2 separate regions of the Danio rerio genome follow, and region 2 is linked to region 1. Evidence: chromatin contacts called from public Hi-C data. All regions are on one chromosome and are shown on one strand. Each heading gives the region's core, a stretch centred on a gene start, on an enhancer-like site or on the middle of the called end of the contact. The rest is flanking DNA. Distances are from core to core; before and after follow the strand shown. Region 1 has its middle 13 kb from the start of rasl11a. Region 2 overlaps arhgap36 (Rho GTPase activating protein 36).

Region 1 (3,737 bases), core at 844-3,343:
TTCTTAACCAGACTCAAACCTCATCATTGTTGTCAACTTCTCTCTGTGTCTCAAGTCCACCGATGTACATGGCGAGCTATAACAGGACAAACTGGTAACAGCAGGAAAGCCATCCATATGGAGGTAAGCGGTCAGCTGGTAAGCAAAAAAAGGAACGGTATCATACCGCCCCGTAGCGTTCATTTTATAGACAAACTGCAGCCATACGTACTTCTGGCTACATAATTTGCGATCTCCAGAAATATATAGCGCTACGTTTTTTAGAATGAGCCTATGATGATTTAAAATAAGTTAAATCAACACAATTCTTAAGGTTTTTTGACACAACCTAATATTTTTATGTTCAATCCATGTAAATTTAAAAAAAAGATTATGTTAATATAATCGATTTGTGTTGGGACAACATGAAGGAATTATGTGGAACCCAGCATTTCTTACAGTGTTTAGTTTAATATTCCTTTGGCTCAGGCAGGGGTAGCACAGTGGCTCAGTAGTTAGCACAGTCGTCTCATAGCTAGAAGGTTGCTGGTTCAAGTCTAGGCTGGACCAATTGTTCTTTCTGTGTGGAGTTTGCATGTTCTCCCCATGTTGGTGTAGGTGCTCCGTTTTCCCCCCACAATCCAAACACATGCACTATAGATGAAGTGAATAACTAAATTGGCCATAGTGTGTGGGTGATTGAGTGTGTATGGGTGTTTCCTGGTACTAGGTTGTGGCTGGAAGGCCATCTGCTGCATAAAACATATGCTGGAATAGTTGGTGGTTCATTCCACTGTGGCAACCTCTGATAAATAAGGCACTAAAAAGAAGGAAAATGAATGAATTAATGGTTCAGGCAGAATTAGCTTCAATACAGCAATTTCTAGAGAATTTAGTATACTCTAATACTGATACATAAATTTATGAAATTTTCTAAAAATAGTTTTGAGGTCTTATGTTGCACTTTTTAAGAATGGTACTTCATGGATCTAATTATGAAAATGTTCTATTTACCACCCAAAGGGTCTTGCTATTATTACAAGGCAAGCTGATAAGCTCTAATTTGGTACTGTTTAGCACCATATTTGAGTTTAGATTATCTCCATAGAGACAGCCCAAAATGAACATTCACTTATTATTTATTCTCCCTCAAGTCATTCCAAACCTTTATGAGTTTCTTTTATTCCCAGGGTGAACACAAAATAAGTCATTTTGAAAAATGACCAATGTAACCATTGACTTGGATTTGTTTTTTCTACTATGGAAGTCAATAGTTATCGAGTTGTATAGTTTCCAAAATTTTTCAAAATAAAACACACACTCAAACAGGTTTGTGACAAGTGAAAGGTAAGCAAACAATGTCATAATTTTCAGTTTTGCTCGATTGATCTCTTTATTATCACTCTTCTTGGCCTCTGATTTGATGATTGGTGTCTGATTGTTCATCTTGTGTTCTTATTGGCTCACATAAAGAACTGTATAAAACTAAACATGAGTTGTAGAAAGAACCTTTTTGTTCTTTAACAGTAAATTAACATAAGAGACACTGCATAATGTAAATAAGTTATCACGAAGTAAGAATATGAACAACTCTGTGATTTTAACAAAAACGTCAGACTGAAACTAATAATTTCATGGCGATGACATTAGGGTAAATGTCTTAGGGTGGTTCGTCAGCTGCAGATGCACACAGATCATAAATCATAACTCCAGCTGTCTTCATTCCAACACTTATGAGAACAAATGTGTGTGAATGTGCATTACTATATTCATACTGCAGTATTAAATGGGAGCTGATCTGTTTTCACTGCAGTCAGAATTTGTGAGCTGACATGAACTATAGCAGGTCTCAATTCACACTGACATTTATCACTTTAGAGGATGAGATGGAAGACTGTGTCCTCTTTAAGGCCTCCCAGCTCTTTACTGTAAAACATCTGTCCTCTCTTCTTCCTTCTGTTACTTTTCAGCATTAATCTCTTTCTCTCCCTTTAACTTCCTGCCTCGCTGCCTGATCCTCCTTTCTCGTTCTGTGTTTTTCCCTCTATCGACTCCCGCTCCTCCTTTGGGAATTGTCTTGGTCATGCTTCCTGTGGCTGTGATAACATAATGAGCTCAGATGGAGAGAAAAAAAAAGTCTCTTACCATTTCACGTCACAGCTGTTTCTCCTCTAATAACACTCTGCTGAGAATTCAAACTTCCTTGGCCAGCTTTCCCAAATGAGCCATAATTAGGACAAACACCAAGTCCTCATGAGTCAGAGGATAACATAAGTCCTCTTGGCTTTCTCAGTTCTTTGAGGCAAACAGGAAGCCATTTATAATTGTAACGTCTGAGAGATGGTTTATTTAATCTGTCTTATTCAAACTAGAGGACAGACGCCACTGATGCAGGCTTGTGGTCGACAATCTAGCAACACATCCCTCAGATTTTTCATAATTGTAGGCAATTTTGGAGAGGCTAGCAATAGCAAGCTAGCTTTGAAAGCTCCTTGAAAACACATAAACACACATAGAGCAGAGTGTGTGAAGCAGCACGAGAGATGTTGTTTGTAAAGGATTGGATGTAAAACTTCTGATTAACTGATGTCTGACGAAAACTTTACACTAACAAACATTAATAAATGTAATGTTAGAATGTAACTGCTTGCAGCATTGAGCTTATCCCTAACCATACACTCTCAGAAATTAACGTACAAAAGTTTTCACTGGGGCAGTAGGCTGCATAACTATAGAGTCCGCATTAGTACCTAACCCTCGACGGCCACTTTATTAGGTACACCTGTCCTACTTGTAATGCAAACTTCTAATCATTTGCAGGAACAGAAAACACAGGCTCACCAAAATTTGACAATAGAAAACTCAAAAAACGTTGCCTGGTCTAATGAGTCCTGATTTCTGTTGTGACATTTGGTTGGTAGGTTCAGAATTTGGCGTAAACAACATGAAAGGATGGATCCATCCTGCCTTGAATCAACAATTCAGACTGGTGGTGTAATACTGTGGGGGATAGGTTCTTGGCACACTTTGGGCCCATTAGTACCAATTGAGCATCGTGTCAACACCACAGCCTACCTGAGTATTGTTGCTGACCATGTCCTTCCCTTTATGACCACAGTGTACCCATCTTCTGTTGGCTACTTCCAGCAGTATAGTGCGCCATGTCATTAAGCACAAATCATCTCAGACTGGTTTCTTAAACATGACAATGAGTTCACTGTTCTCAAATGGCCTCCACAGTCACAGATCTCAATCCAATAGAGCACCTTTGGGATGTGGAACGGGTGATTTGCATCATGGATGTGCAGCTGACAAATCTCCAGCAACTTCGTTATGCTATCACGTCAATATGGAGCAAAATCTCTGTGGAATATTTGCAGTACCTTGTTGAATCTAAGCCATGAAGGATTAAGGCAGTTCTGAAGGCAAAAAGGGGTCCAACCCGCTACAAGTAAGGTGTACCTAATAGAGTGGCCGGTGAGTGTATAAGGAAATGGTAGTAAAATTATCATGATAGTAACAAAAAAAACAAAAAAAAAAAAAAAAAAAAACAGAAATGGTAAACTTTTGTACTTTTTCTGTGCTAAAATGTATATTTAAGGTACCAATTTGGACCTGGCCTTTACAAAAAAGATACATTTCCAAAAAAAAAGAGGAGTTCCAAAGCTCTAAGGACAATGTCAGTTTACATTCTCAATTTACTTCATTCTCAAAAAAGCTTAAAGCTATTATGCAAAAATCACTTTTATAAGGGGTTT
Region 2 (3,737 bases), core at 444-2,943, 60 kb after region 1:
TTCTCAAAATAGCAACGCGCCAGCAGTCCGCCTCAGAACGCCTTCCTTTTTAGACCAGAACGCCTATGGGTGCACATATGAGTGCTAATGCATTTGCTATTTAAACAACGTGGTGCAAAACAGCAAAACGACACTTGCGTCAAGCTGAAACTAGCAAATAACATTTGCGCCACGCCTTGCGCCACATTGCGCCAGGTGTATAATAGGGCCCATTATGTTTTAAAGACATTTTTATTCAGTATTTTGCAAGGATGCATTAAAATTTCTAAACAAAAATGCTCTATATTAAAAAATGCTAATTTAATTTACAAACATATTTTTATACAGCTTACCAAGAAACATATCAATGGGATAGTTAATGCAAATTTATATTTATCTATACAGATACAGTAAAGACCACCTGTTTATTTTTTCCACAATTTCAGTTTAACGGAGAGCAGATTTTTTCAACACATTTCTAATCATAATAGTTTGAAGAACTATTTTCTAATAACTGATTTATTTTATTTTTGCCATGATGACAGTAAATAATATTTGACAAGATATTTGTCAAGACACTTCAATACAGCTTAAAGTGACATTTAAAGGCTTAACTAGGTTAATTAGGTCAACTCAGCAGGTTAGGGTAATTAGGCAAGTTATTGTATAATGATGGTTTGTTCTGTAGACTATCAAAAAAAATTGTATATATAAATAAATATTTATATATTTATTATTATTATTATATGTACAATATTATATATATATATATATATATATATATATATATATATATATATAACCGGCTTTATTGAGGAAAATATGTCTTAACTAAATCCTGTTGTTACAAGAAATTACCTTTTATAACATTATTAAGTGAAAAAAATAGGCTAGCCTGTGTGTGGCAGCATTGCGTCACCGTGAATGAGTCGGCCTATCTGGTTTCAGAATATAAAAAACAAGCCTTTATTCGTTTTTGCTCTTTGGATGCATGTGTGTATTTATACATACATAATAAATATACATATTGCACACACAATTATTATGTGTAATGTGTAATAATGTTACATTTATAAAAACAATTCAAGCTGTCTTACACCTTTTATTCTTTTGATCCTTAAAAAACCCTGTTTGTTGTTTAATGTATTCATTAATTAATAAAAGATCAAGTTTAAACTAAATTCTGTTATTTTAAACCTTACATTTTATCATAGGCTCTTGAAAAGAAGGTATTATCTTGATGCATTTTCCACAATTTATTTATTAAATAGATGCAGTAAGCAAGAAATGTTAAAGACTAAACTTTTGAATGGTAGTGCATATAATGACACACACGCACACAAAAAGAGGAAGCAGATTAGAAGTCCACAGCCTCGTTTGAAGAAGTCTGCACTATACTCACGTTTCCTGTTAGTGTTTAGATGAAGTACATTGAGCAGGACCTCGCTGCTCAGACTTCCTATTGCAGAATGCTCTGGGTACAGAGGACACAGTGGCTCCCGGGATGAAAGGTCATCACTGGACTGACCCATGGAGTCCAGAGACGACTGAGTATCCCTCCGTCCACCAGAGTCCGGTTCCACTGTTAGGCTGCTACTGCTGCTGTCACAATGGAGAGACATTAGAGTCATACACACAATAATGCACTTCAGTGTTTGGACAAGTGGCAATTATTGTCGCTTTGCCTCTGTAATCAGGCACATTAATCATGACAGCCTTTAATTTAGAGTATTTAGCCGATTAACAATGTAAACAAATGTTTGGGTTACAGGGTTCTGTCCTTTGAATTGGGAAATGATAATTATTATATAATAAGGAGAATTATATTTAAAGCGGCACAGTGGTTTAAAGTGGCTCAGTGGTTAGCACTGTTGTCTCACAGCAAGAAGGTCGCTGGTTCGAGTCCCTGCTGGGTCAGTTGGCATTTCTGTGTGGAGTTTGCATGTTCTCCCCGTGTTTGTGTGGGTTTCCTACAGGTGCTCTGGTTTCCTTCACAGTTCAATAGGTGCTATAGGTGATATTAGGTAAACAAAATCGGCCTTAGTCTATGAGTGCACGCATGAATCTGTTTCCCAGTGTTGGGTTGCAGCTGGAAGGGCATCCATTTTATTTAAATAAAAAAGACTATTTGAAATTTGAAAGTCAAAGGTGTGTTCATGGCATAATTATCATAATTACACCATTCTAACTAGTAAAAAGCATTCTTGTCTGTGTAATATAAAATGCTGTGGGACACACACACACACACACACACCCAAGAATCTTGAATTTGATTGTCAGCAAGCAGTTTGATTGTGTTTAGGTACCAATTTCTATAGAATCAAATTTAATTTCAAGAGTTCACACTTAGATATTGTTTGACAACTATTAGCAAGTTAGCAGGTTTGGCATGCAGAGAACCCTGAGCTCAGAGATAGTTGAGCCCAGGGCTCCCGCCTGGTCCATAGAGCATGTGAGGGGAGTACGAGATCAAGTGGTTCTTGAGAGCTCCCCCTGGTAAAAGAGGAAAGGAGGAGAAGGAAAGGAGGATGGGTGGTTTCTTCGAAAAAAATGAAGATAAGGGAGTAGTTCTAACTAGGCTACTTATAGTGAGTTTGGATCAATCTGATTGGCTAGCCAATGCGTGTAGATGAGTGGCCAGCTGCAGTCAACCATATCACGTGCTCCTCTCAAAATTAGTTTGTGAAACTTCACCTAATGTTTGCATTTGAATGTGCCTGTATATTTAAGTACTATTACATTTAAATGACTTTCAATCAAGTCATCAAGGCAACAATAGAACAACAATAGTTAAACACTGAGATACCACAACAATATTCCATCCATGTGGACATGATCCAGTGTCATTGTCTAAAAAACTGACCCCAAATCTCCTTTTCTATTCTTCTAAACTTCAATTATTCATTCATTTTCTTTTTGGCTTATAGTCCCTTTATTAATCAGGGTTGGCCACAGTGGAATGAACCGCCAACTTATCCAGCATATTTTTTTCGCAGCAGATGCCCTTCCAGTCGCAACCCAACACCGGGAAACATCCATACAAACTCAATCCCACACATACACTACAGACAATTTAGCTTACCCAATTCACCTGTACCCCATGTCTTGTGGACTGTGGGGGAAAACTGGAGCACCCGGAGGAAACCCACGCCAACATGGGGAGAACATGCAAACTCCACACAGAAATACCCAGCTGGGGCTTGAACCAGCAACTGTCTTTTTATGAGGCGATCATGCTACCCACTGCGCCACCATGATGGCCCCCCTTTTCTAAACTTGTAAACTCTAAAACTTAAAGTATTACAACAGAAAAAGTAAGAGGACCTTAATGGCTCCAAGCAAAACATCATGAGTTGACATCTCAATATTACTGTAGTAAGACATGGCATGTGAACGCACCAGAAGAATATGAAGTTAACTGTTGTAATGTGGCAAAGAATGACAATCCCATAAAGCATTGTAAATCACACACAAAATCACATTTAACACAGTGGACTTGAGTGAGTTTCTACCTGAAATTGAAGTTAAATTAAATAAACTTTACAAGTAATTTTAACTTACAATACACTGATTTTACTTAAGAATCATTAAATCTTGTATAACTTCAAAACTTAAGTTATCTTGCTTTAACTCTTTTGATGAGTTAGAGCAGAGATCACCAAACCTGTTGCTGGAGGGCCGGTGTCCTGCAAATTTTAGCTCCAACCCTAATCAAACACACCTGAACAAGCTAATCAAGGTCTTGCTAGGTATAATTA

What was found. A called contact is a pair of places that touch in the nucleus more often than the background predicts.
Region 2: a contact with region 1 is called in a Hi-C map of an unstated tissue, with 2.0 times the contacts expected there. The contact joins two enhancer-like sites.

What each region holds. Positions count from the first base shown.
Region 1 is chr7:53,150,333-53,154,069 of GRCz12tu, forward strand. No RefSeq gene overlaps it. Among named protein-coding and RNA genes, the nearest start is that of rasl11a, 13 kb to the right of the region's middle. Within about 2 kb of position 2,094, at least 14 of the 62 cell types and tissues checked have an H3K27ac peak or open chromatin away from gene starts, as enhancers often do.
Region 2 is chr7:53,211,183-53,214,919 of GRCz12tu, forward strand. It overlaps arhgap36 (Rho GTPase activating protein 36), which reads right to left. Exons shown (of 13, transcript NM_001351681.2): 11 at 1,382-1,578. Among named protein-coding and RNA genes, the nearest start is that of usp12b, 44 kb to the left of the region's middle. Within about 2 kb of position 1,694, at least 9 of the 62 cell types and tissues checked have an H3K27ac peak or open chromatin away from gene starts, as enhancers often do.